Regions from separate parts of the Mus musculus genome. Here all the other regions are linked to region 1. Evidence: chromatin contacts called from public HiCAR-type, HiChIP or PLAC-seq and promoter capture Hi-C data. All regions are on one chromosome and are shown on one strand. Each heading gives the region's core, a stretch centred on a gene start, on an enhancer-like site or on the middle of the called end of the contact. The rest is flanking DNA. Distances are from core to core; before and after follow the strand shown.

Region 1 (2,761 bases), core at 124-2,623:
ACCAGGTAATTACATTTCCTCTAAGATGAAAGGAGACATAAGTGAGTATACATATGCATTAGTGCTTCCAGAGTGCCCAGGACGGACAAAAACATCCCACCCTTTCATTAGAGACACACGCGCAAGGAAATTTCCTTTTCCTTCGTCAAGGCTGGAAATCTCAGGTTCCTTTTTCAGAATTACTCTCAAAAACAATGTTTTAATAAATTCACTACATACTGTAACATAATACTCCGGGCCACAGTGAAGTGTGTATTTTCCAAGTGGTCCCACATCAATTTTCTCTTGGTAATTGGTGTTCTTTAATAAAAATAAACTTCTAATCTCTGGAAGATTTGCTTTCCTTTTTAAATCTGTGTGGTAAGGTCCTGTGGAAAGTGCTGAGAGAGGAGAAATCTTTCATAAGAGGTCTAGGATAGAATGGACAATACGACAAGAATCAACAACAGAAACGGCGAAGTGTTCAAAATTAGAAAGCTGTGTTTTGGCTTGAAAAGTGTGCGATTCAAAACCAAAACTGTCGTTAACTATGTATAAACAGAAACTTGGGAGATGGTATCTCATTTACTCGAGTTAATTAACTATTCGCAAAACTAACAGGCAAGTCACCAGTGTTCTCCTTTCAACTATGTGACTAACTGACCAAGGTCCTGGTAGAGGGAAATTGACAGCGAACAAAAATCACACTCAGTCAAATTAAGTCGTTTCCAGGGAAGCTGTAAAATACTGGGGAGGAGGAGGAAGCATGACACTATTCTTCTAAGTTATTTTTCACCCTGCCATTAGCCCTTCCTCCCAACTCTTCCAGAAAGAATTCGATGCAATCAAAACACTAACAGACCACTAATGGAACTACTGTGCGAATACGAATATGGACTCAACTTGAACTCTTGCTCCATTTTAAAAGAATAATTATTTGCAAAGTAACTAGACAGGAAAACAAGGGTAAACCACGGTAGTCTCTTCATAAAAGAAATACACTCCAGACTGCTGCAAGGGCAACGCTGTCGCCGCTGAGCTCCGCCGGTCCACCTCCCCCGGCCTTTCAGCTTCGGCGGCCTGCCGGCCCGGAGGCCCGAGAGCAGCCCGGGCGCTTGCGTACCTGCTCGGCCGGCGCTCGGTCCATGGCGCCGGCGACAGGCGCCGGCTCTAGTCGGTGTGCGCAGCGCCGCGGGCCGCTTTCTCCATGGCCCCCCGCTCGGTCCCGCCGGGCTCGGTCCACTCCGCACAGCCGGCCGGACGCCGACTCGGCTACGCCACTGGCTGGGGAGGCGGCTCCAGCTCAAGGCGGGGGAGGCGGCGGCCGCCCCGGGGAGGGATCATCTGGGACGGAAGCCGAGCGGGACCGAAAGGGCGGAGGCGCAGTAGGAAATGGAGATACGCAGGGGCGGGGATGGCCGAGGAGCGACGGGGGCGGGGGGAGGGGGGTGGCTAGCGGGCAGCCAAGGCCAGGGGCACTGCCTGGTTGGGTTACTCCTCCCACTCCCACCTAGGCAGGTTGGGCTGCCTGGAACTCAGGACGCATGTGTTCACTTTGCCGGGACCTCAGAGACTGCTCAGAAGGCAAAACCTACTCAGGATATTGGAAGAGCTTGTAGCTGCTCACTAGTCCTGTGATCCTGTCAGTACTCTAAAAGAATGAAAAGAACGAACAATCTTGCCCTTTGAAAATTGCACAAATAAATTGCATACACAGAGTAGCAGCCATAGGTAAGAAGCCCTGTTAAAAAATCTCCACAAATAATGATTAATTAATGTTATTGTCCCGGTTCCAGACTCACATCTAGCCTCAACTCCAGGCTGATTTTGCCCATTTCGAACCCTATTTTTACCCAAAACCTGCATAACTACCCAAGAAGAGATTATCTTCTCCTCTGCTTTCCCCATATGGTTAAGAATTGTTCCTTTTAATCTCCAGGTCATCAGCTCCTTAAAGACTAGAGTTTGCCTTGAAACTAAACCCTACTGGTAGATTCCCTCTGGGGAGTTAGACAGCCTCCAACACACACAAGCTCTCCACAAGAGTTCTGGCTTGATAACGTCGGTCAGCTGAATTATATATACTTCAGTGAAGAAAGAGAGTAGAGTTGGCTGCTGTTAGGGTCACTGGCCAGGGGATCTATGTCTGGAAAAGGGAAAAGGATATCTAAGAAATCTGCTTCGTCATCACGCTTTGGGAGATGTTCATAAAGCCTTTTCAGTTAATCCAAGTCTGTAAGGAGAGAGTGGTCTGTAAAGATCCTGGCTATGTTAGTGTGGAAGCTGTATTTCTGCCAGCTTAAATGAATGCATTTTGTCTACAGGACATATGAAGGCTGGTCTGCAAACCACATGATGGAGAAACACTTATGCCTGTACATGAGAGTTTCGTGCATTTGGTTTTGTTTTTCCACTGTATGCACACTTTTATTTCAGTTGCACATGCATTTGTGTTGAAAATGTGTGAGCTGTGTAATGTCAGATTCCTTAGAGTCTATTACAAACCCTTGCTCAGGATTCAATGGCTGCAGAAGAAATTTAAGGCTGATCCACAAAGCAAAGCTATTTATACAGGGCAGTTACATAAGCCACAGCGGCTCACCCTCCTTTCTGACAGCAAGATGAGATGAGCTGTGCCCCTACCGGTGGTCTTTAGCTGCAAGACACCCAGCCTGAGTTAAAAAGTCATTAATGCAGTACGGTATTTGAGGTTTTCCCCTTCTTTGAAGGATCTGTAAGAGGAAATGTAAATACAGAGTCTCTAAATATCGTTCCATATTGT
Region 2 (2,761 bases), core at 141-2,640, 920 kb after region 1:
TATACAACTCATGTGTGTGCGTGAGTGTGTGTGTGTGTGTGTGTTTTCCAGGAATCAAACTCAGATTGCCAAGTTTACCTGGTAAGGACTTCACGCATCTTGTTGGGCTCAGAGAAAATTTTCACTGATACACTCCAATGATGTCTCTCTTCCTTTCAGTCCTACCTCCTTCCAATTGTCAGAGCACCCCAAAATGTTCTCCATGTGTTTTATACTTATTCTCACATTCAGCTCTAAGTTTTTCTTTCCTTACTCAATTCCACAAAGCTGAGCAGAGAAAAAACATTTTCCTAAAATAATCCATCCTCAAAAAAACAATTTCTTCCTTAATTATGAGGGGGAAAAAAAAAACATTTGAGGCTTTTATCCAGTAGTTCCCAGCATTGCACGGTATCAAATCACACCAGTCTTTACTTGTCTAGGGAGAACAAATAGTATATAATTTAGTGTTGATTTTTTAAAGGAGAAATGCAAGATTTTGTTTGTTTGGTTGGTTTGGTTTTTCGAGACAGGGTTTCTCTGTGTAGCCCTGGCTGTCCTGGAACTCACTCTGTAGACCAGGCTGGCCTCGAACTCAGAAATCCGTCTGTCTCTGCCTCCCAAGTGCTGGGACTAAAGGCGTGTGCCACCACCGCCCAGCACAAGAATACCTTTGCATGTAGCTAATTGTAATGGAAACGAAACTAAGGTTTATTTTAAAGGTTGGTAGACTGGATGCTTACTACTCTTTAACGTTTAATGGCAGCCTATCTGCTAAGTATTTTCATTTTATATACTTAGTAGAGCTGTGCTTTTAGATTTGACATGCATTAAAAAGTTGGACTGTCCCAACGGATTTAGTGACCAGGGAAAACAACTCCACTCTTAAGCAATTTTTATGTCCACGAGTAGCCCATCTTTTCTCCACAAGACAACTCTCCAAAGAGTTCAAACCCCAGCTTTGTAAGACTGGTCCTTTTGGAAATGTTGACGGTGTTTGTGCAATGTGTTTTCCAAACACGTCTGTTCTTTAACCAGAGGCTTGGCTTTGGAGAATGTTTATTCCCAAGTTTTAGAAGGTATCAATCCTCTCCCCGTATTTTCCCCCTAATGTCCGATCTGACGGGAAAAATGCACTATTGAGAGGCGCCAAAATATCCTCGATTCCTCCGTGGACAGCTCCAAGTCACAATGTGACACAATCTGAACTGACTTCCACCCGGAAAAGAGACGCGCGAGGACACCGGAAGCGCAGCACGCGCGCTTCCGTCCCGCACCAGCTCAAACTGTCCTTCCGACGCATGCTCAGGCCGGTTCGGCGCTCACCCTTCCGGAGAGGGCCGCCCTGATGTCCCTCCCTACGGGACAGAAAGGCGGAGTTACAGGGTTCACTGGAAGCTCCGCCCTCGCCGTGACGTTTCGAGACGCGACCCGTCGCCACGCAATGCGAATCGGGAAGAGGGGATGAGCTGCGCTGCCGTGCGTCTGAGAGCGAAGGCTCGTTCTCCTTCTGGTGGTGGGCGATGGGCGTCAGGCGAGGAGGCCGGTGTTAGCGGAGCGCGGGCGCTGCGGTGAGTGCGGCCTGGCTCCGGCCCCGGTTCCTGGGGAAGGCGTCCTCCAGCTGCTGGTCATCCGGGAGACGAGCCCTGTCCGCGGAGGGGTGGGACAACCCCAGACAACTGGCTGGTCCAGGGAGGGCCCGACTCTTGGTCGCTCCCGTCCCCCTCCTACGGTGCCCAGCGAGTTTGATGTAGTTTGCCGGTCTCAGAGGGTGGCCTTGACCAGTTCTCCTTTCTGTTGGACACTAGACCCAACTTTGGACTCCTTCCTTTTGCTTCCTTTTTTCTCATTTTGTGCTACCTACAACCCCAGGCCTTAATACGACCATTTGTCATGTTTTCCCTATTCCCCTTTACCCGGGTCACGCATGTTTTCAGTGAAGTACAAAAATTGAGTTAAGTAAACTCACCACACTTAAAACTTCTTCAAAGAGGGCATTTTCTTTTCTTAAAAATGTTTCTTCGTTTGTAGACTTGTGGCACTGACAAGTTCCCTTCACATCTGATGTACCGAGAGAGTTGTCAACCCCAAATCACAATGATATTCCTTTACCCACAAAGCTGCAGACCCTGTTCCTATGTTTTGTTCTTGCTTTCTGCCTATGACCTTGAGTCAGTCATTCAAGAAATATTTACGTGACTCACAGAGGTGTTGCAGAATCTAAGGAGTTTCATATTTATTAAAAAGCTCTAGGGTTTCGGATCAAAACGATGCCTAGCTAAAGGGTGTAATTCTTGGTTGTTCCCCGCCACCACCCACAAGGTCTTACTATGTAAACAGGACTTGTCTCAAACTCACTGAAACCTTCCTCCCTTGGCTCCAGAGATGGATAAAACTGCATCAAGCACCACTCCTGGCAAGGGTATTCTTTTTAAATCTTAGAGTATTCTTAGTTGTGTATATTATCCTACTTCATTAAAAATTCCATGTGTTATTTTTTGGTTTTGGTGGCTTTATTCTCTTTCTTTTTTTCTTACTTTCTTTCTTTTTTTTCTCGAGACAGTTTGTCTGTGCAGCCATAGCTATTATGGAACTCACTCTAAACCACGATTGCCCTTGATCTCAAAGTTCTGCCTGCCTTTGCCTCCCGAGTGCTGCCCACCACTGCCAGGCTCGGTGTATTGTTGGTGGTGGTAGTTTTTGGTTTTTGTTTCTGTTTTAAAGATATCTGCTTTTTTTTTAGTATTTCACTCTTTCTGTTTAAGACTCCCTGGTGAAAGTC
Region 3 (2,761 bases), core at 145-2,644, 890 kb after region 1:
CCAAAAAGCTATCAGTTATATTTAAATTAATCTGGGTGAATCTCTGTGAGGTAGACTATCGTCTGCGTACTAAATTCGGTGCGTTTTCAATTCTGGGAAGGCCACTACTTCCCTAGAAAAAGCACACCACCGTTCTTTTTTACCCCCAGATAAAAATTACATTTCAGAAAGTAACTTGCCTGAATAGACAACAAACCACAGTGTCTGCAGAAAGAACTCTTAAAAATTACTCCCACGTTATGAAGCTCTCTTTCAGAAGTACTGTGGTCTCGCTCCCTGCTTTAAAGCAAATGTGTCTGCTAGACACAGTGGAAATGGGCTTAAAGCAAAAGCTTCAAGGGAAAAAAAGCCAGCAGGTAGGCCCGCTTTCCTTCGCTCTCATTTTGGAGATGCACACTTCAAGGCTAAGCCCGCGGCTTCAACGCCGTGGGAGAGGTTCACAACAGCACACTCAACACCGATCTGTGCCCAGGCAAGACATGACCGACGAAACTCGCGGCTTCTTTCCGCACCCGCGCTCGCGTGGGTTCCGGTGGCGAAGTCTCCGGGGCAAAAGTCTCGGCCACTGAGAATGGCAGGCTCCGTCCCTTCCGGACTGGCCCGTCTACCCTGCCCCGACCCGGCTGTTCGGGCCGAAACCCGAGCGCCCCGGGCTCCGCGGGGCCCAGCGGGGCAGCGCGGCCCGGCCTTCCCTCCCGCTTGTCGTCGGCCCGGCCAGGCCAGGCCCTCAGGCCGCCGAGACAAAGGAGCGGGCGGGGACAGCGCCGCCTCTCCCGCCGCCTGCCCCGCCGGCCCGGACCCCCACGGCCATGGCGACCCCACCGCAGACCCGACCCGTGGGGCCCGCAGGAGGCCGCGGCGCCTGACCGAGGAGGGGGCGGCGGCCGCCACCATGTCTGCCGCCCCTCCCAGAAGCCAAGCGCCGGGCGGACAAAGCGCGGCGGCGGCGGCGGCGGCAGCACGGACACCCAGGCCGACCCCGCCGACCCCCGCCAAACAAGCGGGGCCAGGAGCCCCGGAAACCCGGCGCCTTAATGCAATAAACAGGAAATCGCGGGGATGATCTGGGTTCCGGGGGAAGTGGAATTATTTTTTACCAGCGAAGAGATCAACTTCCACATCCGGTGGTAACAGGGCCCTACACAGACCCGCACTGACCTGGAAAAGCTTCGGGAGCGGCGGCGGGGGAGCAGCGGGAGGAGGTGCGGGGACCGCGGCGCCTCGGAGCCGTCAGGGCAGACGCGGCCCCGCCACACACAGAGCGCTTCGCTGCACAGGGCGCTATTTTCCGAAAATGCCGCGTCTGCTCGGCGCCCAAAATCCCCACCGAAAAGTCCCCGTCGGCGCGGAGGGACACGGCGGCCGAGCTCCCAGCATGCCTGCGGCGGCCTCGCCAACCCGCGCCCGTTTCCGCCCCACTGGCCCCGGGAGCGAGCCTGCCGCCGCCCTCCCCCAGCCCCGTTCCGGCGGGAGAAAGGGATGAGAGGGTCTGCTTCTGACTTTAAACGGGGAGAAAGGAAATAAGCCATTTCTAGCGTTCGGCCACACAAAGGCTGCGGCGGAATGATCCGCGGGGCGACCGCAAGTCCCGGCTCGCCCGGCGCCTGCGCGGCAGCGGGGTGAGCGCTGCGGTGGCCCTGTGCGCGGCTGGGTGTTCCGCGCCGCGTCGCGGGGCGGGATGTGTGGGAGTTAGGGGTGCGTGTGCTAAGTTCTCCCCCGGCGTGACACGGAAAGTGCCGGCATTTCGGGACGCTTGGAGCTTGGACTTGACTATGGGGTGTTCTAGCAGATTCCCGGCAGGCGGAAGGGCAGCCGGGTACCTAAGATTTAACTTACCGTGGTCCTGGAAGGTACCCGGAATCGCTGGTTGTGGGGCCTGTGCGGGAACAAAGGATGCCTGTCCTCTTCACCTGGTGTAAACTGGTCGTGTGTGACGTGGATGTTTCTGTGGCTTTTTTTTTTTTTAATGTTGTAATAGTGACGCTTTTCTCCTGTCTGTATTGTCAGGATTTTTGTTGATTTGTTTTCGAGGCAAGGTTTCTCTGTAACAGCCCTGCCTGACCTGGAACTGGCTTTGTAGACCAGGGTGGCCTCAAACTCAAAAGAATCCGCCTGCCTCTGCCTCTCAATTGTTGGGATTAAAGGCGCGTACCACCATGCCTAGTGACGTATTTTACTTTCAATGAACCAAGAGTTGATTGGGAGATGATGATTTGTGAAGGAAAAGCCTTATAAATTTACTTCACATGCGATTTTCAAAGTTCCACTTTGATATATTTCACCGAAAAGTCCACTACCCGTGGAACTTTTGGCGTCAGGTATCTAGGAATGAGAATATCGGAGACAACCGAGAATAACCTAGGAGCAAAATGGCTTAAATGAGATCCAAATTGTTTACAGACTTCATTTGTGTTTGTGTGTGTCTGTCCTCAGATAAGGACACTTGCCCTTATTTTTTGGTTTTTCGAGACCGGGTTTCTCTGTATAGCCCCTGGCTGTCCTGGAACTCACTTTGTAGACCAGGCTGGCCTCGAACTCAGAAATCTGCCTGCCTCTGCCTCCCGAGTGCTGGGATTAAAGGCCACCACGCCCGGCTGCCTTTCTTATTTATATAGTGAAAGTTTGTAGCCAGTGTAAGACATAGCAAAGTAAACAGAATGGGGAGAGCATAGTTCATGTTTTTTCTTTTTATTTAATATTTTATTTCAGGGGTTTTTGGTTAGGTTTGGTTGGTTGGTTGGTTTTGAGATAGGGTCTCGCT
Region 4 (2,761 bases), core at 173-2,672, 840 kb after region 1:
CTGCTGCTGGCACTCAGGGCTTGTCACACGGCTTCCACACTCAAATAGATGCACCAAAAGAATGAAGACTAGTCAGAAAGGGAAGCAGTCATGTGAAGCCACTGCAGGCCAGTTGTTCTTTGACCCTTCAGAGGGGCTCTCTCTCATGGCCTCCCACCCTCTAGATGTGCACCTACTATGAGCAACCAGAAACCCTTCCCATTCCCCTTCTCCCTGCAAAGGAGCAAAGGAGCAGAGAAGAAAAGGAGCCTGATTTATTCCCTCTACCTCAGCTTCTGCAAAGTCCCTACACACAGAACTGGGCCTAGACAAACTGAGGCACCAGAGAGCTTGACTCCTTCAGCCCACCACAGCCTTGGGCACCCAGCACTGAGTGGTGCCCAGTAGACATGAGAGAGCTGGCACTCATCCCCAGACAGTCTCATAGGAAAATGTGTCCCACTGCAGGATAGGAACCCACACTCTCAGCTAAGTGCACTGTTGAAAAGCCACATGATACGCTAATACGCGTCTGCCTACAAAGGTTGATAGGGGAGAAGAGAGAAAAGAGATTTAAAGCAGGATAGATATTAACTTACAGCCAAGAAGTTTCATACACTGTGGCCCCTCTAGTGGAGATGAGACTATTACAAAATTACAAAGACATTCAAAGTTCTCTGTTGTCACATAGGCTTCTAAAAGAACCTTTATTTTAAGTTGATGTGTATTTCAGTTAATGCGTACTAAACAGAAGAAGCAGAACCAAACTCATCATGTCACAAGTCACTTTGTTGGATGCATCCTCATCTTCCTACAAATCCCCTTTAAGCACTTCCCTACCTGTGGACAGCCAGGCCTGAAAACAGGGTACCTGGCTTTGCTTTCCCTGCAAGCTGGTATACAAGTGGGCACTTGGCGAACGTTTAAACATGAACACTAAAAGAATAAACTACTTTACACAGAGAAATGAATATTAAGAGAGTTTGGGCTATCAAATGCTTAAGTCTTTTTTTTTTTTTTCCTATTTCATAAGGCAATTGAGTGGATCACAAATACAGATAGTTTATTTTGTGGGCAGGTAGAAGGAAACAAAATGCAAGACACAGGCAGCAATCACAGAAGTAGGCACATGAGAGGCAGGGAATGAGGGACCTGTTAAAACTCTGATCTACATCCTGTTCAAGAATTCAGGAGAAACACCACTGAAGCCAAACCGGCTCTCCCAAGGCAACTCAAACACTCACCTGCCTCCAACAGCAGGGAAGACCCACCCTGTCACTCACCTCTAGCTCGGTAGTATTCACGGTATTCACGGTATTCACAGGGCTCCATCATCTCCCTTGGATTGCTCCTCCTGGCAGACAGACAGAGGAGGCTGGAAGGCAGCTGTCAACAGGGCTTCTTGGTCGCCTTTGTCTGTGCTGTGCACTCCCTGGCAGCCAGTGCATCTCTTATTTAAGGAGTTCCCTATTCCCCTCCTTTAGCCCCGCCCCCATAAAGTCCCTTCCTTCAGGCTTAATTTCAGCCTCTCTTGTCCCCGTCCTTTCTGATTTGAACTTTGATCAACAGAATCAGAGAACATGGTGTTTTTAGACCAGTTGGGGCACCTAGCCTCCCAAGCCTACAAGCAGCTCTGGATAGACAAGGTAAAAGAGCCCTCTATCATCCCTGCCCCTGCATTCAGACCATAGAGCCCCAGCCTTGAATAAAGCTCCTAGCTCAGAGGCCAGAAATAGGCCAAGGGCATTCACAATAAGTAGCACAGAGGGTGGAGTTGCTCCTGCCCTGGCTTCTCTATGAGGTGAGGGCAGAGCCGGCTCAGAGAAGCCCATAGCTAGCCAGGCTGAGCTCAGGACAGATCAACAACAGGATATGAAGGATTCTTTTTATCCATTACTACATAGCACTTGTTCTGGGTTCTTTGCCTCGACTACTGTTTAAGCTAACGGAGGAAAAACCTGTTCAGTGCCAATAAATCTGGAAGTCCCTTTAGTGGATGGACGCTTCTACAGCAAGCAGAGCTGGAGAACAGAGCGGAGCCTGGGTGCAGCAGAGTGCGGGACACACATTCGTAAGGGGGAAGAATTGCCACTTTGTCAGATGGAAATCTTTCTGGTGACAGCAGTTATCTGTACCCCTCCTCTTCCTGAGTCGAGTACTTTTCCTAATCAACGTTTCTTCCTGACCATCTCTTACGAAAGAACAGCTTTTGAGAACTCCTCCTACGTCCAGGGCTTCTCGAGATAACACAAAGGAAGCGTACTAGTGGGGGCGGGGATGGCAGTTTCTCCTGAAATCATATTCTGGGGTGGTGTGTTTGTCCTGAACCCCAACACTGCCACAAAACAACAAAAATCCTTCGGAGTTTTCCCGAATACCAAGAGCTTTTTGTTCTTTATATCGAGGTCCCTTTGTTCCTCAGAGGCTCTGGACTGCGGATGCCTGCACCCAAGAGCTTGAACACAATCTGAGAAAAACAGTGTCTAAAGCATTACCTGTACTTACACAACAGACTTCATGGGGGGTGGTCAGGGGGAAGAATGGGAGAAAGAGCTAAAGGTTAAACAAGGGTGGGGCTCAGTGGCAAACCGCTCACCTAGCACGCCCGCCCGAGGCCTTGCCTTTGGTCCCCAGTTCCCATCTCCCTTTTTTAAAAGTACCTCTGGAGCAGATTTGAAATGTTTGCAGGGCTACCTGAAGGATAAGCACCCAAAGAAGGCAGCTCCACACCCCAAGTGTCACCCTTCACCCAACTGTCATCACATCTGTCTCGATCAAAAGT
Region 5 (2,761 bases), core at 197-2,696, 810 kb after region 1:
ACAGGGCTGTGGCTCAACTGGCAATCCACTAGCCTACCTTGCACAAAATGCTGACTTCAATCAACAACTGAATAAAGTTAGACATGGGGAGGTTTCAGTAGGAGGATCAGAGGAAGTTCAAGGTTGCCAGGAATGATGATATTTAAGTCTTTAATGCCAGCACTCGAGAGGGGAGCCTTGAGCTCCAGACTAGCAAGAACAACAAATGAGACCTGGGGGCGTGGGGAGGGGGGAGTAAGTGACAGACACAGCACATGATAGGGCTAGAGATTCCAGTCTGAGACTCACATACACTCTCTGCTAAGTGAATTAATTTTTAAAGATTTATTTAATGTATGTGAGTGCTCTGACTGCATGTACACCTACATGCCAGAAGAGGGCATCAGATCCCATTACAGATGGTGGTGAGCCACCATGTGGTTGCTGGGAATTGAACTCAGGACCTCTGGAAGAGCAGTCAGTGCTCTTAACTGCTGAGTCATCTCTCCTGCCCCACTAAGTGATTTTTTTTTTATGGGCTGGAACTCCCACTTGATATTTCGTTTTAAAAGAAGACAGAGCTTCAGGTGTCTTCCTTGACCATGAAGAGGCGGTGCCATTTGAACCAACCTCTATCTGCTCCTCTATCTGCTCCACTCTCTCTCTCTCTCCAGTCAATTTCAAACTCTTACCACCGCCTCATGAACTTTTTCTTTTCTTTGAGAAAGGCTCTCTCTCATGGATCCTAGACTGGCTCAAAGTTACAATGTAGCCAAGGACGACCTGGTACCATTGATCCTTCTGCCTCCACCCCCCACTGTGGAACTACCTGCAAGCGCTGCCAGGAGAAGGTTAAGCAATACTAGGGGGTCAAACAGTGGCTTTGTGCATGGGGAGTAAACAGTGTACCAATGGAGCTACGTCCCCACTTGATCCCTAAGAAGTTCTTCATGTGCAAGTCCAGGCCTTGTCCGGGAAAAGCATACTAACTGTTCTCCTGGCCTTTATATGCCCATGCCCCATTTCTAACCTGGTTATGATTCTCCCCTATAACTCCTTTCCTCTGGGCCTGTTTTCACCACCTGCCCTGTCAAAATTCTCCATGTCTCACTCACATGCCCCACAATGTCCCCTCAGAGCCCACCTTTGTCAGCATCCTCACTTTTTAAAATCCAAGGGAGGGTGATTCTCCCAAGGCTTGGGCGGCAGAAAGTAGGTCTCCCAGTTAATAAGACATTCTCCTCCTGCCCTATTCTCTTCCCTCCCATGAGGCAAGCTGTGTATGAGACAGAGCAGAGGCCAGGGGAGAGGAGGACACAATTACAGGTAGTGTGTTCACTACAGACCTCACCTAGAAGGTGAAGAGCAGGTGTGGCTGTGTTGACACACCATTCACCAGGGAGCCATGACAGCCACTCCTTCTTAAAGACTCGGCCCTACTTTGACCATAGACCCTGCTCTTTGACCTACTTTCACTTTCTCTTTCCGTAAACTAGGCTTTTGAGTGCTCAGTTCTCAAAGACAACAACAGGAAAGGTGAGACTCTCAGGAAATCGGTGAAACAAGGGATGTCAGAACAGAGGAAGTTGCACTTAGTGGTGACTGTTTAGAAAATAAACAGTGTGAACTACAGATCACAGACAGTCCACTGGGACTACATGGAGATCAGCGCACCTCTACATAACCAACATTCAAGTCCCTCTGCGCACCCTACCACTGAGCCACAAACCAAGGATCCCCTGGGCAGATTTGTAAAACCGAGGCAAAGTCTTCCTTCCCATGGAAAATGCAAAGAATCATGGGCTTAGTCCCACGGCTCTCGCGCAACATACGTGTCTGACATGTGCTTGAAGATTCTTCACCCCGAAGGACCGAATCACAAACCACAGCTTAATGGAGCGAAAGCGCCGGCTCAAGGGGATCTGCCAATGCTAGAAACAAATAACACAGAGCTCATGGTTAGAAGCAACGTGCCCACTCCCTCGGGCACTCCTAGCATTCTGTGTTGCCTGCAGAGCACTCCTGGGATTTCCCTGGTGTCACCATGACTCCCAAAGCTGTTGCTAAGGAGCAAACCAAGACAAGCTTATCTGGGTAACACTAACAGTTCCAAGCCTGTGACCTGGAACCGAGCGTGACCTCTCGAAAACTGCTGTTTTAAGTATTTCATCCCAGCCTAGAAACTCCTAGAAGTTCCTTGAGTAGCAGAAATTAAAGTTCTATGTCTGTTCTTCTCAACATTAGTGTAGCTTTAGGATGGTGATTAAGAGCTTAAACCCTGGGGCCCCACAGACCTGGGTTTCCCTTTAGCTCTGCCCTGGCTCCTTACCCTGTGTGACTTTCACAGGGCCACCTCACGGGCACATCAATGGCATAGGACAAAAGGTGCTTTCCAGGAAAGTGGCTTGAGGACAGTGCAAAACCTCAGAGAAAGTTGTCCAGGCAGTGTAGGCTGTTTAGATGATAAACAGGTGAGCTAGGAATCACATGTGTGTGTCTGTCTGGCACCAAGATGGTCAGTCCTTACTTAATCTTGCTGCCACCTACTGGCTTTGGCTTTCACCTGTGAGATTCCTGTGGCCTCAGATGCTCCATCCAAGCTTTCCGACTGCACAGGAACCCCTGCCTCAGTCTGAACTGATCCCTGTCCTGGTACCAAATTCAACAGAGCTTAAAGTTCAAAGCTGCAGTTACCATAGATTCTGAAAATTCCCAATCCTAGTGCTCAGGTCTGAAAACAGAGCAAACGGTTTGCGGGACACTTGCAGTTGTTCTAACAAGC
Region 6 (2,761 bases), core at 183-2,682, 770 kb after region 1:
GACATTTTTTAGTAGTGGAAATAAAAAGAAAATATGGACAGACACCCAGAAAATAAGAGGACAAAATGACACTGTGACTCACAGTGCTGAGAGAGTGGTTAATGACCTGGGACCAAACTGGTTCCTCTTTCATATCTCACATATTACTAGATATTCTTTAAGCATAATATTTTTATTAATTCTTTGAGAACTTCACACATACATACAATGTATTTGATCATATTTACCCCTAAATATTTCCAGATCCGATCTCTCTTCCAGACCCTATCACCTCTCCTTGATGCCCTCTTCCTTTTTCCAATAGATCTCAATTCAATTTGTACAGTATATACACTTATCTGTGTGTGTGTGTGTGTGTGTGTGTGTGTGTGTGTGTGTACAGTTGGGCCGTAGGGCCATCCACTAGAGCAAGGTCGACCTTCTAGGGACCACATCGCTAAAGAAAACTGACTCTCCTTCCCTCCTTAGCCCCTTCCAGGGTTTACACAGGAAACCACAGCTGCAGTGGACATGACAAAGAATCACCTAAACTTCCCTTTCTCCTCAGTGAACAAGCATGAAAGGATCATCTGAGAAGACCTCTGACGGTTCAAGACAAGTTATCTTACAACAATAATATGAATGAGCATGAGACAGAAGACTGTGACAACGAAGCACATCTTTACTTTACTTGGTAGCAAGCATGCTAACCTTGTACAGTACCACTACCTAGGGGCATTAATACATAGATCAAACTTCTTGAAGAAATGACTTTTGAGATATGCCATTATTTACTTTGTTTGCTTTGTGTGTTTTGGTAAATGTCGAACTGAGTCCACAATACCGTCGATGTTGGAAAGTGGCTCGCGTAACAGAACAAAATCTCAAAACAAATTAACAGGACCCCATTGCTCGAGTTCCGGAGTTCCCGAAACAGGCGAAGCTCACAAGAGGGGCTGGCAGGTGCAGCTGAATGCGACCACCTCTGGCGCTTTTGTTCAACCTTGAAACCTTCCCCACAGGAGACTGCCTGAGCAGAGAAGCAAACGTTAGAAACAAAGAGAGATCTAGCGGAAAGCCTCTGGGACCAAGGAGTGGAGGTGGGACTCTGAGTTGGCTGTGGCACCTGGTGCCCGCTATTAATAATAAGGCTGCGGTGCGTTTATAAGGTACTTGATTAAGCAAAGGCACTGCGCTGTGTGATAAGAATAACTAACCACAGCACCACGCCTTTGACCTTTTCAACGTGGGCTGTTTGCGCTAAGCGTTGTTTGCGGAGAACTAGATCTCATCTGACCCCAGACACTGAACACAAGTGCTGTGGCATCCTGGGCCACCCAGGCTGACAGGAGCGGCCCCCTGAGCGCACGAGGAGCCCCACGAGGGGGCGGGACCCACGGCCGTCCCGCCCGCACAGCGCGCCACAGGCACCTGCAGCCGAGCCGCCACCCGCAGTCGCAGCGCGTCCGGAGGCCGAGCCCAGTCGCCAGCTCCTGCTCTGCTCCTCTCCCGCCTGCCGCCGCGCTGCACGCCTCGAGCACTCCCTCGGCCCCGGCGGGGACCGGGGACCCCGCAGCTACCGCCATGCTGCCAGTGCTCTACACCGGCCTGGCGGGGCTGCTGCTGCTGCCTCTGCTGCTCACCTGCTGCTGCCCCTACCTCCTCCAAGATGTGCGGTACTTCCTGCGGCTGGCCAACATGGCCCGGCGGGTGCGCAGCTACCGGCAGCGGCGACCCGTGCGTACCATCCTGCGGGCCTTCCTGGAACAAGCGCGCAAGACCCCACACAAGCCCTTCCTGCTGTTCCGAGACGAGACGCTCACCTACGCCCAGGTGGACCGGCGCAGCAACCAAGTGGCGCGGGCGCTGCACGATCAACTGGGCCTACGACAGGGGGATTGCGTAGCCCTCTTCATGGGCAATGAGCCGGCCTACGTGTGGATCTGGCTGGGACTGCTCAAACTGGGCTGTCCCATGGCGTGCCTCAACTACAACATTCGTGCCAAGTCTCTGCTGCACTGCTTTCAATGCTGCGGGGCGAAGGTGCTGCTGGCCTCCCCAGGTGAGCTGCAAAACCGCCGGCCCTAACCCTGGAGGTGGGAGGATAGAGGCACTTGGTTTCGGGGTTGCAGTGTGGTGTGGGGCCGGGAAGCAGGAAAAGAGGTCAATTCCAGGTGTACGACGCTGATTAACAATCCTTATAATTCCTAGATGTAAAGTGGCCTGTCTTTCGAAGCGCTTCAGTCCTCCAATGCGGAGTCCAGATTGCGTATGATACCTAACACGGTGTTGAATACTAAACCACTCATTCTTACCTGTGTTGTTTAGAGATGGCAAGAAGAAGTGTGTATCCATGTTATGTGCGAGGCAGTTCCCACCCACCCTCAATGTTAACCCAGGGGACCGCTGTATATGCACAATGTTGTTTTTAATCTTCACAACTCATATCATGGGATTTCTATGTGCAGCCCAGAAATCCAAAGCTTCACGTGCAGTGTCTAAGGAAGACTTGGGGCTGTCCAAAGGGATCCACTTCTAAATCCATTCCTCCAATCAGAACTTAACACATTTACATTAAAATTCAGAGGGCCTTGGATGAGAACCGCAGTGGATCCAGCCCCTAGCTTTGGTAGACTTACAGTCATGGGAAAGTCGCTTCCCTGTCCCCGTCCTCTCTTTTCCTCAGCTCCCAGCAGTTAGTGTCTGAACAACACCCTTGCTGCTTCTCACAGTCAGTAAGGAGAGACCGGACCAGGAAAAAGTAAAAAGACATTAGTAACCA
Region 7 (2,761 bases), core at 171-2,670, 740 kb after region 1:
GCCATTTCTATGAGAGACAGTCTCATGGCAGACTTCCTGGTAGTCTTCCCACCACCTCTTCCTCTGTGTTTCCTGGGCCAGAGATGCAGGAGCTGTGATGATGCTCTGCCCACGGGCACTCGGGTTCCCGGGAACCATTGTCTCCCTCTTATGTCCAGCTGTGGTGCTCTGTAACGGTCCGCATTGGTGTAAAGAGAAGCTTCTTTGAATAGGATTGGAAGGCGCTTATCTGTGGGCACAAAGATAACATTTAAAACATAGTTAGGAATTATGCTGGTCTAGTAAACTGGTGGTACTAGATTCTCTTCTAAAGTCCGTGACCTCACTAGCCCCAGGAACCTGGCCTAGTTCCAGTACCAGACATGATTTCCTTCCTGTCAAGTCGGCATAAAGTCCTATTAGGCAGCTGTTGGTTGCCACCAACGTGTGAGTGCCCTTATTGCTCCCTTATACCTAGCTTGTCATGCTGGCTATTTTCCAGGCTCCTTCCGCATCATCACGGCGGGGTGGTAGGACTAATTGTTTCCTTCCCTTGGCCGCTCACAAAAGAACTTCTGGTGCTATGCAAGCCAGGTTACAGGAAGGAGGCTTTCAGTTAGATCCAGCTCAAAGCATGCTTGTCCTATGTCCTACGGATGTAACTAACGTCTTCAGCAGTAAAGGCCTACCCTCAGGCCCTGGAGGCATCACTGATAATCTGTATTGTTTTGGGAGTCCTGTGCATATCTTAAAAGAGGGTACGGGGGAGGGGGTTGTTATTCTATGGTTCTTGTGATGAACACTGTCAACCCAAGTAGCATAACTTCATTTAAATATCTATGATTTAGGTGCACATAAAAAAATATGAGTCCTTGGGGCGTTATCAAACAACTACAGCGTAAAGCATGCCGCCTTTTCCTCCTCCTTCTTCTGTAGTGGCCCCCATTGGCACCCCTGTCCCGATTTTCCATATCCCCTTCATATCCCCTATAGTCTGTTGTCCCTCATACTCCCACGCGCTCCCTTTATACTTCCCCAGTCTCTGTGATTATTCTGTGTTGCATTCATGTCTGAGGACTGGGAGCACGGGAGAGTGGGAACATGTGACTTTCTGGGTCAATATAGTCTTTTCTGGGTCTGTCCATTTACCTGAAAGTTTCTGCCACACACACACTCCAGTGAAGTCCGCTTGACAGGCTGAGAAGCCTAAAAGCCACTCAAGAGGCAAAGAGTTTCACAGAAACTCACCTCCTGGAGTTTTGGCATTATCATTTACCCACATACTCATACCCTATTCCCACGTTGTCTGGTGTATGGATCTATGAGCTCTCTTTTAATATTTTATTATAAATGCCTTTTAAGATTAAATTCTGTTATAGTTACGTCTCCCCATTGTTCCAAGGTCCAGAAAGGAAGTTACCTATTCAGTTACTAATTAAGCATTACAAAAGACAGAGCCAGTAGCTCAGAACTGGTCTGCAAAATATTTACCAAGGACAGTAGCAATTGTCACCCAAACAAGGGAATAATAGAGCTAGGGAATCCCACTGAGACAGAGATCTTCTCTACAGCTAGGTATAGTGAGTTTCACATTAAAAGCAAGTTGGCATATTCTTCTGTAGACCCAGGAAATAGGGTGTTGGGGTATTGCAATATTCATGATAAGGTCTGTTAGTGCAGAACCCCTGGTGGTGGGATTAACAATAGACTAGTTTACACCTGGCTTCCTTCTTTTGCGACAGCAGCCTGGTCCCCACCTTCTTTTGATGTATACATTCCTTTAGTATTGCGTCACTGTAAGTTGGTGGATTGTATTTTGCCTGGTTTCTTGTTATTTCTTTGGTATAAAAAGTTTAATGCTCGACCTGACACAATACATTCAGATTCTACACAATCTCAAGTGTTGGTCTGTCTGTCACTCTCTGATGCTTTGCCCACCTGCCCCAGAGGATCCACGCAGGCAAAGAGACCCAGAGGGTCTGCGGCAAGTTTCAAGATTTCCTTTTTCTGTAGAAGGAATAGTATACCATTGTGTATGTTACCACATTTTCACTCCCATCCATGACGACAGGCATGCAGATTGTTCCCATCCTCCAGCTAGTGTGCACAGAGCAGCAGTGAACATGGCTAAGCAAGTGTCTGTGGACTAGCATGCTGAATCCTTTGGGCATATACTGGTCATACAGTAGATTTGCATAGCAGAATTTTCCCCCAATTAATTTAAATATACAACAAGAAGCCTGTGATTGGGCAGTGGAAAAAGAAGGCAGGTAAGGATTTTTAGCAACAGAAAGGGGACAGGTATGAAAAGGAAGGAAGATGGAGGGAGAGGAAGACAATCCAGATTCCGCGTAGCTTTAAACAGCCACAGGTAGCTATGAGTATCATAAAAGGGTAGAATAATTGGGATAACTTGTCTAATCTAGGGGGGCAGCTTGTATCATTATCAATTGTCTCTGAAATTATTGTGTGGGCATCTTGTGGATTGAGAATTTATTGATATATATAAAGCTGACTGATTAATTATGAGGACATAGAGTTTTGATTTACTGGGTTAAGGGGACTTGTGACAACTAGCTGCAGGGGGTGGATGGCTGAGAAGGTACAAGCAGTTCTGAGGTAAGTGAACTGAACCAGAACTGGAGCTGGGAAGACCAGACTGCCCCATGGGGCTAGCCTAGAGGCAGAGAGACCGCAGGCAGAGAGTAGCTGGGTATAGCTCAAGATGGGCCGTTTGGTTGTTTGGTTGTTTTTTTTTTTAAGTATTTCCCACAACAGATTT

Evidence for each region. Promoter capture Hi-C pulls out the DNA fragments that hold promoters and counts their contacts. HiCAR-type assays count read pairs that join an accessible place to other places. HiChIP or PLAC-seq counts read pairs in DNA pulled down with a chosen protein or histone mark.
Region 2: a contact with region 1 is called in a HiCAR-type map of astrocytes, with 3 times the contacts expected there. The contact joins the promoter of Usp8 here to the promoter of Secisbp2l in region 1. A contact is called at or near these places in 9 of 39 promoter capture datasets (the 3T3-L1 cell line, 3T3-L1-derived adipocytes, the C10 cell line and 4 more), 1 of 484 Hi-C or Micro-C datasets (B cells) and 3 of 115 datasets of contacts at active chromatin or transcription factors (the SCID.adh cell line, astrocytes and stem cell-derived neural progenitor cells).
Region 3: a contact with region 1 is called in a promoter capture Hi-C map of pre-B cells, with 4 times the contacts expected there. The contact joins the promoter of Gabpb1 here to the promoter of Secisbp2l in region 1. A contact is called at or near these places in 13 of 39 promoter capture datasets (the 3T3-L1 cell line, 3T3-L1-derived adipocytes, the C10 cell line and 8 more), 4 of 484 Hi-C or Micro-C datasets (B cells, CD4 T cells, forebrain and 1 more), 10 of 115 datasets of contacts at active chromatin or transcription factors (astrocytes, differentiating embryonic stem cells, embryonic brain and 7 more) and 1 of 9 other capture datasets (liver).
Region 4: an H3K4me3 HiChIP or PLAC-seq map of stem cell-derived neural progenitor cells shows a contact between it and region 1, with 7 times the contacts expected there. The contact joins the promoter of Hdc here to the promoter of Secisbp2l in region 1. A contact is called at or near these places in 7 of 39 promoter capture datasets (the 3T3-L1 cell line, the HPC-7 cell line, cranial neural crest and 3 more) and 1 of 115 datasets of contacts at active chromatin or transcription factors (stem cell-derived neural progenitor cells).
Region 5: a contact with region 1 is called in a promoter capture Hi-C map of the HPC-7 cell line, with 5 times the contacts expected there. The contact joins the enhancer-like site here to the promoter of Secisbp2l in region 1. A contact is called at or near these places in 10 of 39 promoter capture datasets (the 3T3-L1 cell line, the C10 cell line, the HPC-7 cell line and 7 more), 1 of 115 datasets of contacts at active chromatin or transcription factors (astrocytes) and 1 of 9 other capture datasets (embryonic stem cells).
Region 6: an H3K4me3 HiChIP or PLAC-seq map of forebrain shows a contact between it and region 1, with 5 times the contacts expected there. The contact joins the promoter of Slc27a2 here to the promoter of Secisbp2l in region 1. A contact is called at or near these places in 13 of 39 promoter capture datasets (the 3T3-L1 cell line, the HPC-7 cell line, cranial neural crest and 7 more), 13 of 115 datasets of contacts at active chromatin or transcription factors (the NIH/3T3 cell line, acute myeloid leukemia, astrocytes and 7 more) and 2 of 9 other capture datasets (embryonic stem cells and pancreatic islet).
Region 7: a contact with region 1 is called in a promoter capture Hi-C map of liver, with 7 times the contacts expected there. The contact joins the enhancer-like site here to the promoter of Secisbp2l in region 1. A contact is called at or near these places in 14 of 39 promoter capture datasets (the 3T3-L1 cell line, 3T3-L1-derived adipocytes, the HPC-7 cell line and 8 more), 7 of 484 Hi-C or Micro-C datasets (B cells, cortical neurons, embryonic fibroblasts and 3 more), 6 of 115 datasets of contacts at active chromatin or transcription factors (astrocytes, embryonic forebrain, embryonic stem cells and 3 more) and 2 of 9 other capture datasets (embryonic stem cells and liver).

The regions. Positions count from the first base shown.
Region 1 is chr2:125,781,497-125,784,257 of GRCm38.p6, forward strand. It overlaps Secisbp2l (SECIS binding protein 2-like), which reads right to left and starts at 1,374. Exons shown (of 18, transcript NM_177608.3): 1 at 1,103-1,374. The coding sequence starts at 1,126.
Region 2 is chr2:126,705,938-126,708,698 of GRCm38.p6, forward strand. Usp8 (ubiquitin specific peptidase 8) reads left to right here and starts at 1,391. Exons shown (of 19, transcript NM_019729.3): 1 at 1,391-1,550.
Region 3 is chr2:126,674,198-126,676,958 of GRCm38.p6, forward strand. It overlaps Gabpb1 (GA repeat binding protein, beta 1), which reads right to left and starts at 1,395. Exons shown (of 9, transcript NM_001271468.1): 1 at 1,159-1,395. A630026N12Rik (RIKEN cDNA A630026N12 gene) reads right to left here and starts at 1,090. Exons shown (of 1, transcript NR_166192.1): 1 at 1-1,090.
Region 4 is chr2:126,617,256-126,620,016 of GRCm38.p6, forward strand. Hdc (histidine decarboxylase) reads right to left here and starts at 1,423. Exons shown (of 12, transcript NM_008230.6): 1 at 1,263-1,423. The coding sequence starts at 1,314.
Region 5 is chr2:126,596,060-126,598,820 of GRCm38.p6, forward strand. Hdc (histidine decarboxylase) reads right to left here. Exons shown (of 12, transcript NM_008230.6): 10 at 1,812-1,910. Among named protein-coding and RNA genes, the nearest start is that of Hdc, 21 kb to the right of the region's middle. Within about 2 kb of position 1,447, at least 88 of the 459 cell types and tissues checked have an H3K27ac peak or open chromatin away from gene starts, as enhancers often do. A contact at or near this core is called in the HPC-7 cell line, liver and pre-B cells, where this site is marked.
Region 6 is chr2:126,551,592-126,554,352 of GRCm38.p6, forward strand. It overlaps Slc27a2 (solute carrier family 27 (fatty acid transporter), member 2), which reads left to right and starts at 1,433. Exons shown (of 10, transcript NM_011978.2): 1 at 1,433-2,041. The coding sequence starts at 1,564.
Region 7 is chr2:126,521,866-126,524,626 of GRCm38.p6, forward strand. It overlaps Gm26697 (a long non-coding RNA gene), which reads right to left. Exons shown (of 4, transcript XR_866700.3): 4 at 1-229. Among named protein-coding and RNA genes, the nearest start is that of Gm26697, 23 kb to the right of the region's middle. Within about 2 kb of position 1,421, at least 13 of the 459 cell types and tissues checked have an H3K27ac peak or open chromatin away from gene starts, as enhancers often do. A contact at or near this core is called in embryonic stem cells, liver and stem cell-derived epiblast-like cells, where this site is marked.